2 separate regions of the Anas platyrhynchos genome follow, and region 1 is linked to region 2. The links are chromatin contacts, called in public Hi-C maps. All regions are on one chromosome and are shown on one strand. The core of a region is the stretch at or near the end of the contact, and the rest is flanking DNA. Distances in the headings are between cores, read along the strand shown. Region 1 overlaps XPO7 (exportin 7). Region 2 holds the start of XPO7 (exportin 7).

Region 1 (3,422 bases), core at 371-2,870, 35 kb after region 2:
GTTCGTTGCCTGTGAACTTGAGCCACCTTGTCCTTTGGGGTGGGGGGAGCTCCGTCTGAATGCATCCAAATGCTCCGTGTTCCCTGCTAAATCCTGGCTGCGGTGGGAAAAGAGGAATCTTCACTTTTCTAGTACACGGTGTCCTGTCTGTGAGCCCCAAAATAGCTTTGACTTTGTTTGTCTGCAACCAAGTCAACGTAGAAATCCGCTCAGAGCTGAATCTTTGGGGTTTTCCAAGTGGCCCTGAAGAGATTTGACTTGTAACACCCAGTGGTTTTTCGTGGGATACGCGCAGCTCAGCAGCAACAAAAGTTTTGCTCGCTAAAGCCAACAGTGGTTGGTGTCTTTGTCTTCTTGATGAGAGCATCGCTGCTTAAAGAGCATGGAATCTGGACTCCAGATTTCTCTTTAGCTGGTGAAGGTCAGCTGTCTGCCGCACTGACAGATTTTGTGCATCTCCCCTTTTGTCCACAACCCTTTTGGTTTGGTTTGTCCTAGTAGAAGTGCAATTCCTTCAGTGAACCTAAGATTTGTCCCTGCTAAAGCAGACCCTGGCAAGCAGCATCAGCTCTGCCTCGTGTTGTTAACCAGCTGCTTTGCAAGGCTTGGATGCAGCGCCCAAAACATGCCTTTTGGTTAAAGTTGTGACCTTTCTTCTTCAAACAAAGCACCGAAATTCCTTCCTTAGCTCTCCCCTTGCAGCTACCCATCCTACATGCCGATTCTGCAGCGGGCGATTGAGCTCTGGTACCACGACCCAGCCTGCACGACGCCCGTCCTCAAACTGATGGCTGAGCTGGTGCACAACAGGTACGAGCCCCCGGGCTGGCAGGGATTCGTGTCTGCTTCAGCCACTGCGTGGGTGTCGATGCCCAGTTGTGTGCTCCCTGCTCCCATCTATTTATGCTCTGCAGGCTGCCAAGGGTGGGAGGTGGCAAAGCTGGCGTTGTTTCAGCTGGGAGGAAAATCTGATAGCTCCCAGATAACACTTGTGTCACTCAGTGAGACCAGGAGACGAGGTCAGGAAGAATTCTGAATTTCTTTAGCATTTGTTTCCAGGGATTGGAGCCATAAGATGGAAGCAGGCGAGTTGGGTTAATTTTTAAAACCTGCCTTTATAATCAGACGAGTGCTGCTCTGTCTGGCAACCAGCTGACCACTTCTGCTTTAGACCATGAGCTCTTTCTGCCAGCAGAGAGGTACTCTGACGCTAGTCAGATCATTCAGAGGCTGTCTAATCTGGCAGTGGAAGGTTGCCAAGACGTTGCTTCGGCCCGCAGCCAGCTGAACACAGCCCTATAGGAAGGGACCATTGTTACAGCCAAGTGGAAAGGACACGAGGTTCAGGCGCAGCCGTTTCAGGGTTGCTGAGAAGCTGTGCTGTCAGAGTGTTTACCCCAGCTGAATGGCATCTTTGCAGCAGGAGCAACCTTCCTGGAATACACTCATTTATTCCGAAGGTGAAGCGGACAGCTCGCTGCACATCAGTTTTCAGATCTATTCACTGCAGGGGAAGAAATGCCAAGCTCTGAACTCTTGCTCGGGTTATGAATAGGAGCCAGTCAGCCTGCCCCACAATGCTGGCTTCCAAGCTGCTCGCTGTGTTTGTGTGCAGTAGCCTAGTGACCATTGCCAAGCCAGGATTTCCAGCCTCAGACTTGTAATATCCCTCATGGCCGTGACGTAGAGGCCCTTTCTTCTGCGACAGCAGAGCTCATCTGTCCCTGAGAAGGTTGTGCCCTGCCTGGTGGTGGGAAGGAGCAGCAGTGCTCCACCAGAGCGGGGTGTTTGGGGAGCTGGGGAGGAGGCACAGAGCAGCACCTGGAGGTCCTGGTGCGTGGGCTTTGTTTTCCTCCATGAGTTTGTTAGAGATCTGATTTATTTTCTGCCTTCCCGTTAGGTCCCAACGGCTGCAGTTTGATGTGTCCTCACCAAACGGCATCCTGCTCTTCCGAGAAACAAGTAAAATGATAACTACGTATGGTGAGTGCCCAGCAGGTGGGATGGAATGCACTTGACCCCTCTGCTCGCTTGGGGAGTGAGGGCTGGGCTCTTGCCAGCTCGGAGAATGACCCTGGGCTGGCAGGCAGTGCCAAATCACTTGCTGAGTGCATGCTCAGAGCCAGGGAGATGCTTCTGCATGAAGTCCTCGGGTAGGCAGGCAGTCAGAACCACCAGGGTGTTTGCCACGCTCCTCCAACAAGGAGGAAAATGACAACAATGAGCAGGAAACCCAGCTGAGCCCCGCGGGAGCCTGCGGGGTGACACGGGCAGACCTGCAAAGCAAGTGGAGAGCAGTCCTGGCGTGCATCCTGTTTCCACAGCAAAACTCCACGCAGATGTTTTCCCTGATTCCTAGTAGAGCTTTTAACTTGTAACGGGGTCCTTAACTGCTGCCTGGGAAATAATAGGTCTTTGGTGCTTGTGGCTGACTCCTCAGTCACTCCTTAGGGCTCTCCCTTTGTGTCTTTCCTGCCCCCCTGAGGGAGAAGGGGTTCGGATGTGGTTGCTGAAATACTGAGTCCGCTTCTGTGCTCGTGCAGGAAATCGTATCCTAACGCTTGGGGAGGTCCCAAAGGATCAAGTCTACGCCTTGAAGCTCAAGGGGATTTCCATCTGCTTCTCTATGCTGAAGGCTGCACTGAGCGGGAGCTACGTCAACTTCGGGGTCTTCCGCCTGTACGGGGACGATGCACTGGACAACGCCTTGCAAACCTTTATCAAGCTTCTGCTCTCCATCCCGCACAGCGACCTCCTGGTAAGCCCACACCTGTGATCAGCAGCGTAAACACGGCTAGGAAAGGCAGGGTTGGGAGATTAGATGGTAAAGGAAAACTTAATCACAGAGACAAATGAGCTCGTGCCACCTCCTGGAACCCCAGCAGCAGGGCCCACGTGGAGGCTGCAAGCCCAGCACCCAGGGGTGTTCCTCTCTCCAGTAGGGCACGCTCCAAGTCTCAGCAAAGCAGTTACCAAAAATAACTGCTTCTCTACCTGCAAAATGTTTCCTGCGAGTGAAGGATTGCTCTTCCCTGTGTTGCCTGTGGGCAGAGATCTCGGTGCAACCTGCTTAATGAAGATCTCTACCTCGTGTGCAGTAATCCATTTCACAGCAGAACTTTGAGGCCCTCTCAGCACCATCCTGGTCCTCAAAATATTGAGGAGAGAGGGCAGCATGCTCCTCCCAACTCTTTACTCGTCTCATAGCAGGATCTGAAAGCTGCTGCTGCCTCTGTGACTGCATTCAGCACCTTCTTAATCCAATGTGCTGGTAGCCAAACCATTGCTCTTTAGACACTCAGCTCGTGGGCAGCTCAAATGAAAATCTTGAGACAGGGGCTGCCAGGAGAGCCCCCCGATCTGGGGGTTGCTGCAGGAAGAATCAGCAGCACAGCCTGCTGAGCCCAGCACCGTGCCTGCCT
Region 2 (3,386 bases), core at 6-2,505:
TCCCTTGGTGCATGTAGGGGATCCCTTGGTACATGCAGAGCATTGGATCCTTCAGTACATGCAAGGGATCTCTCAGTGCATGCAAAGCACTGGATCCCTTGGTGCACACAGGGGATCCCTTGGGGCATGCAGGGGATCCCTCGTGCATTCGGGGGATCCCTCGGTGCATGCAGAGCACTGGATCCCTTGGTACTTGCACTGGATCCCTGGGTGCACGCAGTGGATCCCTCGATGCCCGCCCCCCCCGGTGCCTCCCTCCAGTGCCGCCAGGGGGCGCCCGCGGCCGCCTCCGCCCCGGCCCGCAGCGGGCACAGCCCGGGGGGGTCCCGCTGGGGGCACTGGGAGCACTGGGAGCACTGGGGTGGGGCGGCGGGGCGGGGCCTGCGCTAACTGGGAGCACTGGGAGTGGTGGGGGCTGTGGTGCTGGGACTGCAGGCGCTGGGAGCAGTGGTGTGGGGCACTGGAGGCACTGGGAAGCACTGGGGCTGTGCACTGGGAAGCACTGGGAGCTCTGGTGTTGGACCCTGCAGGCACTGGGAGCACTGGCACTGGGCTCTGGGGGCACTGGGAGCACTGGGGCTGTGTACTGGTGGCACTGGGAGCACTGGTACTGGGCCCTGCGGGCACTGGTGTTCAACTCTGGGGGCACTGGGAGTACTGGGAGGCACTGGTGTTGGGCCCTGGAGGCACTGGGAGCGCTGGGGCTGTGCACTGGGAAGCACTGGGAGCTCTGGTGTTGGGCTCTGGGGACACTGGAAGCACTGGGGCTGTGTACTGGGAACTACTGGGAGCACTGGTACCGGGCCCTAGAGGCACTGGGAGCACTGCTGTTGGGCCCTGTGGGCACTGGTGTTCAACCCTGGGGGCACTGGGAGTACTGGGAGCGCTGGGAGCTCTGGTGTTGAGCACTGGGAGCACTGGGGCTGTGCACTGGTTGTACTGGTGCCACTGGTGCTGTGCACTGGGAGCACTGGTATTGCACCCTGCAGGCACTGGGAGCACTGTGGCTGTATACTGGGCAGCACTGGGAGCTCTGGAGCTGCGCACTGTGCCTGCGCCCCGCTCATACTGGTGTTACTGGTGTTACTGGTCCCACTGCTTCCCTCAGGCCGCGCAGGCCGCGTCCCCTTTAACCCCGCCCCCTCGCTCCGTGACGTCACCCCGCCATCACGGAGGGGGCGTGGCCTCACTCGGCGCGCGCGCGGCGGGCGGGGCGCGGCCGGGGCGGCCGCGCGCATGCGCGGTGGGGCGGGGCGGCGCGCGCATGCGCAGTAGCCCCCGGCGGCGCCGCCGACAAGGAGAGGGGAGGGAGGAGGAGGAGGAGGAGGAGGAGGAGGAAGAAGCAGGGGGCAGGGGCGGGGGGGGGGGAGGAGGAGGAGAAGGCCCGGCGGAGGCGGGGGGGAGCGGAGCATGAATGGCGCAAGATGGCGGACCATGTGCAGGTGAGGGGGGAGGCCCCCGGGGGGCCGCCACGCCTCGGCCCGGCCTCGCTGCTGCCAGGCCTCGGGGCCTGAGGCACGGGGGTAGGCCGCGGCGGGGGGAGGGGGGGGAAAAGGGGGTGGGGGAGGGAAAAAGGGGGGCGAGGATCGCCTCAGGGTCTCGGCAGGATCCCCTCAGCAACAGCCCGGGATCCACTCAGGATCCTCTCAGCGCCCCCGCAGGATTCCCTCAGGATCCCTCCAGGATCCCCTCAGGACCCCCCCAGGATTCCCTCAGAACCCCCTCAGCACCCCCCCAGGTTCCCCTCAATATCCCGTCAGGATCCTCACAGCAGCCCCCCAAGATCCCCGTAGCACCTCGTCAAGATCCCCCCAGGATCCCCACAGCACCCCTCCAGGATTCCCTCAATATCCCGTCAGGATTCCCTTAGCACCCCCCCAGAGCCCCTTCAGGATCCCCTCAGGATCCCCCCAGGATTCTCTCAATATCCCGTCAGGATCCCCACAGCACCCCCCCAAGATCCCCCCAGGATCCCCTCAGCAACCTCCCAGGATCCCCTCAATATCCCGTTCAGATCCTCACAGCACCCCCCCAAGATCCCCTTAGCACCTTGTCAGGACCCCCCCAGGATTCCCCAGAATCCCCCCAGGACCCCCTCAGGATCCCATCAGGATCCCCTTTGCACTCCTCCAGTACTCCCCCAGGATCCCCCCAGGACTCCCCCAGTATCCCCTTAGCACCCCATTACCCCCCCCCCAGCACCCACTCCCCAACCCCATATGGGGGCAGTGGGCACCATGGTGCAGAGGGGCTCACTGCGTTACCCCTATATTTCCCCCCAAATTCTCCAAATTCCCCTCTTTCCCTTTAAAAACCCGCTCTGCTTTTACTAAAACCCCCCAAAACTCATCTGGCTCTCAAAACCCTGCTGCGGGCCTGGCTGAAGCCGCCCTTTAAAAGCCCTGCCTGGCTCTCCGTTAAATATCGGGGTGAGAAACTGGAAGTTTGGGCACCGCCATCGCAGGCTGGCGGCTCCGGGGGGGGGTTAAAATTTAACAGCGGGGGCTCGGGAGATGTTTGGCTCCGAGGGAAAAGTTGTTTGCAGGCCGGGGTCAGGCACCTGCAGCCTGGCACGGTGCCTTCAGCCGGCCGGGCAGAGGTGCAGGGATCGCTCGGCGTCGTGGCTGGGGGTCCTGGGGGTGTTTTTATCCTCTTTTTCTTCTCCCCGCCGCAGGTAAAGGCGCCCAGCAGCAGCTCTGGAGAACCCCCAGGTAGCTGCCGGCAGCCAGGAGAGCGCTAGGTTGGCTTCAGAAGTGCCTCGGGATCGCTGCGTGGCAGGAGGACGCGGGGGTTTTGGTGCTAGGTGCATTTTTTGGGGGAGAAAAGGGCTTTCCGAAGTGGGAAACTCTGCTCATCTTGGCGTGATTTGAGCTAATTAAACCCAGCGTTCGTTTCACAGAGCTGGTGTTGAGTTATCCGGCATCACCTGGAGACGTTGCCCCTCGGTGCGAGCAACCCAGGGCTGCTTTTATGGCACGTGCTGTGAGATTTGGGTCTGTTTTAGGAGGAATCGGGGCTTGCAGGTAAATATTACGGAGTTGAGAAGTTTCCTGCAGTCGTTGAGGGCTTTGCTTGGGTTGTGCGTCCAGTCTGGTCCTTAAAAACTGGAGGTTATGTGAAGTTTGAGGGCCCACGGGTGGTGCTGGTGATACCGTGCGATGCCTGCAAGCTCCTCTTGTAGGGCAGACCGCCCGGTGCTGGGGCAGAGGCAGCAAAAATGGGGCGATTTTGGGTGTCTGGGAGCTCCTCCGGCCTCAAATCGCTGCACGTTTCTTGGAGAAACTCGTCCATTTCTCCACGAACTCACCCGACCTTCTTTTGAATGCATATTTCTGTCAGATCCGGGGCTTGCAAGCGTTGCCTAAACTTGTTCGCTGCAGAGGAGA

Evidence for each region. A called contact is a pair of places that touch in the nucleus more often than the background predicts.
Region 1: a Hi-C map of skeletal muscle shows a contact between it and region 2, with 4 times the contacts expected there. The contact joins the enhancer-like site here to the promoter of XPO7 in region 2. A contact is called at or near these places in 2 of 8 Hi-C or Micro-C datasets (liver and skeletal muscle).

Annotation. Positions count from the first base shown.
Region 1 is chr23:1,893,846-1,897,267 of IASCAAS_PekinDuck_T2T, forward strand. It overlaps XPO7 (exportin 7), which reads left to right. Exons shown (of 28, transcript XM_038166910.2): 21 at 703-810; 22 at 1,901-1,983; 23 at 2,544-2,758. Among named protein-coding and RNA genes, the nearest start is that of PBDC1, 9.7 kb to the right of the region's middle. Within about 2 kb of position 1,621, at least 1 of the 8 cell types and tissues checked has an H3K27ac peak or open chromatin away from gene starts, as enhancers often do.
Region 2 is chr23:1,858,716-1,862,101 of IASCAAS_PekinDuck_T2T, forward strand. XPO7 (exportin 7) reads left to right here and starts at 1,256. Exons shown (of 28, transcript XM_038166910.2): 1 at 1,256-1,442. The coding sequence starts at 1,425.